Regions from separate parts of the Podarcis muralis genome. Here region 2 is linked to region 1. A link is a contact called in public Hi-C data. All regions are on one chromosome and are shown on one strand. The core of a region is the stretch at or near the end of the contact, and the rest is flanking DNA. Distances in the headings are between cores, read along the strand shown. Region 1 holds the start of GTF3C1 (general transcription factor IIIC subunit 1). Region 2 holds the start of SLX4 (SLX4 structure-specific endonuclease subunit).

Region 1 (2,619 bases), core at 77-2,576:
ATACCTAAAATGAGAAGAAGAGAATTAGTTCTTCTCAACCCCAGCCTGCCTGCCCAAGATTTGCAGCGGGTTAGTTTTTTGCTTTTTTAAAAAGCAGCTCCCCTCATTTCCTCTAAACAAACCTTTCCTCATAGGAGAGCCACTCCATCATGTCCTTGTCTCATTTTCATTACCCTTTTCTGAAGTTCCTATAATATCCTTTTCGAGGAGAGGCAACCAGAACTGTACACAGCACATCCCAAGCATGATGGCAGGGCTGGATTTAGGTTTGATGCGGCCCGAAGCTCCTGAAGGTAATGGGGCCCTTGATTATGTCCAGCTGTACTTTGTCAACAACAAACGGTCGCTGTTTTTTGCGTTGAAGATATGCTATATAGTAATTGATGGACCTAATATCTAAAGCCATTTGCACACGCAGAATGTAGGCACCCTATATATAGAAATTAGCAAACCAGTGATCTTTTAGGGAGCAGGCTAGCAGGTGGGGCCCATGACTTACATCATAGGAACCTACGCAACACAAAACACTGCTGCCGTATGTAGGTTTTATTTTATTGTTTTTTAATTTATATTTTGGAAATGTACATCCAGTTTTTTTCTTTACATTTTTTTGGGGGGGCCCAAGAGTGGGGCCCTAAGCTATAGCTTGTTTAGCTTATATGTAAATCCGGCACTGCATGATGGCAACACAGATCTGTAGAGTGGAACTCTGTGCTTCTTTCCTGGGGGTACTCAAAGGTATACAGTTCTAACACCTTTTTTCCCCTTGGAGAACTGGAGCATTGGGGGCACTAGGATACCGCCAATCTTATATCAAACTCCTTTTTCCACACCTTGGCGGAACCAGGCAAGGGGCCTCCCCAGCGTCTGCCTCCCCAGGACTAGAAACGTGAATGACACCCGAGCCCTTGGGAAGAGCTTCCTGACGGGGGTGGGGGGAGATATCCGCTCGGCTCTCCTTCCCGAGAGGCTTCTTAAAGAGAGGCTCGGGGTCGCCCCCCCCGTCCGAGGCGCCGCTGCTCCTGCAAGGGGGCTGGACTAGATGACCCCTGGGGGCCCCTCCCGGCTCACCGGTCGTAGAGGTGCAGCGGCGGCCTGGGCTGAGGGAGCAGGTAGAAGCGGAGCTGCGCGTGCGCGGCGAGGGAGGCCCAGAGGAGCTGCCGGACGTCGGGCTCGAGGGGCAGCGGGAAGGGCGGCACGCGGCCGGCCAGGCGCTCCCAGAGGGCCCCGGGAGTCACGCCGTCCAGGCCCTCCAGCGCCACCTCGCCCAGCGCGGCCCACAGCGCCTCCATGGCGCCTCGGCCGCCCTCCTTCCGGCGCGCCGGAAATGACGCGCCCCGCCTCTCCGAGCGCCGCTTCCCGCGGGGTCTCCATGGCAACGGCCCAACAGCGGCGCCTGGCAGCAGGGCGAGGAAGAGGAAGAAGAGGAGGAGGAGGAGGAGGAGGAGGAAGAGGAAGATGGAGTGAGCCCCGCCGCGCCTGCCAGGGCCGCGGCGCCCCCGGGAGGGTCCGGCGAGTGCGGGGCGACGGGGTAGGGGGCGACGGGGAAAGGGCGCTGGGGGGCGGAGGGAGGAGCCGGGGGGGGGCGGGCGGCTCCACAGACCTCCGGGCGCCCCGGACTGGCAGCCCCACCGCTGACACCACTGGCCGTGCTGGCTGCAGGGACTGGTCGTAATTAATAATAATCATCATCGTAACAATCATGATAATAATTTATTTATACTCTGGGCGGCCCCAACAGAATATTAAAAACACGATTAAAAATATTAAAAACACGATAAAAAAAGATTTGTAAGATGAAATTATTACCTATTCAGGATGAGTAATGTAATAACTTTAGGTAATGATATAACATGAATAGGAAAGAGAGTGAAATGCAGTGATGCAAAATTTAAGTTTGTAAACCATTAGGCAGGGGGGAGGGAAGTCCTTAATAATAAGATTTAATAAGAGGATATGATGTTACGCAATGTGATTATATGTAAAACTAATTAAAATTATTATTTAAAAAACTCACTATAAAACATCAGACATTAAAAACTTCCCTAAACAGGGCTGCCTTCAGATGTCTTCTAAAAGTCTGATAGTTGTTTATTTCCTTGACATCTGTGGGATGTCATTCCACTCGCTTCTCACAGTAAGGGAACCACCAGAAGGCCCTTGGATCGGGACCTCAGGGTCCAGACTGAACAATGGGGGGTGGAGATGCTATTTTAGTTATATGATTATCATTATCATTATTATTTTGACTTAGTAGTTCAACCTCACCTGCAATGGTGCACTCCCCTTTTGTCTCCTGAGACAGACAGATGCCAAACCAAACTATTGTCTGTATATATATATATATACACACACACACACAAACACACACCCTGCTTTTTCTCTCAAGGCGGTTTACACATAAATTAACAGCTACAAACGTAGAAGAAGCCCTTCCTTGATGGGCTAGGATGACCTTTGCGGTTCCTTCCAACTCTGCAGTTCTATGATTCTTTGAAGAAAAACTCCCTCTCAAAAGCCATCAAGCATTAATAGAATTAAAACCATGCAAATAATTACCATGACAACAGCATGGCACCAGCCCTTTCCTTGAAAACAGTCTGGTCCCAAAAGCCTGTT
Region 2 (2,619 bases), core at 71-2,570, 250 kb before region 1:
AGGTCCTTCTGGCAGATCTGGCAGAACACCCAGCCGGCCTCCTCCAGGCTTCCCGGCTGCAGCTCCGGATGAGCAGCCCCGTGGCATCCCAAGGACTGGACTAGGGGGGAAGAAGAGAGTCAGCCCCAGGCCCCCTGGCTCCCTCAGAGCAGTGTCACCCCCGGGACACCCTGGGCAGGGGGCTGTGGTCTGGTGCCTGGGACAGTGCCTCTGTGGTGCAGGAGGAGCCTGGAAAGCATTTTCCAAGCCTCAGCTGTGACGTTTGGACAGCGACCAGCCTTGGGACCCAGACCTTCAATCCAGCAAGCAGGTTTGGGCAGGATCCTGTTTTCCTTGGATGCAAACGCTGCATCTGAGCTGGGGGGGTGAAGGATCTGCCCATTGCCAACACCACCACCCCCAACACGTCAATACTGAGCCATGGCAGGAAACGGGGCAGTCCTGACACTGACCGTCCTCGCAAGCGGGTGGCCTCCTGGCACGGTCCTCCTCCTCCTCCTTCCTGGCTGAGGCGCCTGGCAGCACCAGGGGCTCCAGGGTCACCTGCACGGATCCCTGCTCCTCCTCCGGCTGCCCCTGCCAGGGGCGGCTGCATCTTCCTCCTCCACCGCGTCCTCCTTCCTCTGCTGCTGCGTCTCCCGCTCTTGGAGGGGCTCCTGCCGGGGAAAAACCAGGCGGGCTCCATTTGCTGCTGCAGAGAGAGGAGCTGCCCCCTGTGTGTGTGTGTCCCCCAGGCCCCCCAACCCACCAGAACCCCCAGAAACAGGCTGACACACGCCCCCCCCGTAGAGCTTATTGGTACGACCCGCCTGAGCGAAGACAAAGGAAGCGGGTCATACCAATATGCGAAGCGGGGGGGAGTCCAGACGCCCCTGAAGGGGCTCCTCCGCCCCCTTCTCCGCCATCCTCGGTCTTCCCGGGGGCCTCCGCCTCGTCCCCGCGGGCAGGAGCAGGGGGAGGCGCGCGGCGGCGGCGACCCCCCTGGGGACCCCCCGCCAATTTGAGGCGCCCGCGGCGGGACTCCCGGAACTCGTCCTCCGAGTCGCCCATGGGCGGCGGAGTGCCTACCGCGCATGCGCTGCTCGCGGCCGGAGGACTCGCCATAGAGACGCAGAGCGGAGAGCGGCCGGGCTGGGAAGCGGAAGCGCCTCCCCGCCCCCAGAAGGGGTTCCGGAGGCGCCGGGTGGGGCGGCGCGGTGCATGCCGGGACCCGGCCTGGGAGCCGATGGGCGGATCCAGCGCTGCGCCGGATGATGACGCCACCGAGCCGAGACGCTGTAGTTTTTGGACTCCAATTCCCATCATCTTTAGCTAGTAAGACCAGTGGTCAGGGATGATGGGAATTGTAGTCCGAAAACTGCTGGAGACCCAAGATGGACAACACTGGACTAGATGACCCTGGGACCCCCCCTCCTAGGATTCTGCGGGTGCATCCCTCCCCATGGACTCGGCCTCGTCTCCCCTTCCAGACCCCCGGCTGGTTCTTGCCCAGGTCCAAGGGCGGCCGAGGCTTCCCTCTGGGCAGAAGTCTGGCTGCTTGACTTGCCCCTCAACGAGGCAGCTGCCTGGTGTAGCCAAGGGCCAGGCGAGCTCTCCAAGGGCCAGGCGAGCTCTGCAAAGCCCCCTCTTCACCCGGACTGGAGTGCTGCCCCTTTTGCAATGCACAGCAACTGAGAAAACTGGAAGGGGGAGTGAGAGACCCCCCGACACACACACCATGAGGAGTCTCCCCTGCACGTCACCAAACCATTCACTCACATACATTTCCCTGCCTTTCACCTGTCAAAGCAAATCCTCAAGAGAAAATAACAGCAAGAGAAAATAACAGTGACATCTCTGCAAAGGCATTGATTGCATCCGCAAAGGGAGCTCAGCTCAGGAGCCTGAGACTCCAACAAAGGAAAACAGGGAAAGTGTCAATACCAAATGTAGCAATTCGCTGATAACTGTATCCATGTAGTGGATCAATGAGAGAATGAAATTCATAGGAAATCACTCATATCAATCTTCTCAGTTCCAATGGCATTTAGGATCCAGGGAAGTGAGGTATAAGGGTGATATCCTGCCCCGAGAGTGTCAGACAGATCGCCATCTCAATCACAATGCCTACTACCCACCCCTTAGTGGGATGGTCAAGACAAAGAGGTGTATTTGACTTGACTCCGGGACCTGGAAACTGTAAATGCTTTTGTTCTGTGATGGAGTAAGTGTAAGAGACTATATTTGAGTGACAGGGGCATGCCTGGATCTCAGGTTCTACCCGAGACCACACCTTTTCTGACATATCTATGATGTCTTGATGATGCATTCTGAGAAACTTTGAAATACAGATGTAACCCATTGATCTGGGCTTATTTCTGCTTCTGTGTTGTAGCTGGGAGCCTTGTTGCAACAATAAAGATCAGGCCTCTTGGCCGCTACTTTGCTTCAATTTCTTGGCTGTACTCTTGTTTGACCTTCCAAAGTAAGCCTGCGGAACTCACTGCTGCAGGAAAAGATCTGCTCCTTGCATCTGCCATTGGGCGGTGGGAGGGGAAGTTGAGCATGCTTAGAAGCACTTGGCCTTAATTGCCAGTGCGTTTTGTGAAGAGTGTGGAGCCACTCTCTTCCCGTGCGCAT

The links. Hi-C and Micro-C count contacts between places; a contact is called where the count stands out from the background.
Region 2: a contact with region 1 is called in a Hi-C map of blood, with 2.1 times the contacts expected there. The contact joins the promoter of SLX4 here to the promoter of GTF3C1 in region 1. A contact is called at or near these places in 2 of 3 Hi-C or Micro-C datasets (blood and tail).

Annotation. Positions count from the first base shown.
Region 1 is chr14:54,910,478-54,913,096 of rPodMur119.hap1.1, reverse strand. GTF3C1 (general transcription factor IIIC subunit 1) reads right to left here and starts at 1,326. Exons shown (of 37, transcript XM_028705481.2): 1 at 1,072-1,326; 2 at 1-4. The coding sequence starts at 1,292. KATNIP (katanin interacting protein) reads left to right here and starts at 1,398. Exons shown (of 26, transcript XM_028705487.2): 1 at 1,398-1,531.
Region 2 is chr14:55,156,661-55,159,279 of rPodMur119.hap1.1, reverse strand. It overlaps SLX4 (SLX4 structure-specific endonuclease subunit), which reads right to left and starts at 1,320. Exons shown (of 14, transcript XM_028705885.2): 1 at 840-1,320; 2 at 453-656; 3 at 1-100. The coding sequence starts at 1,305.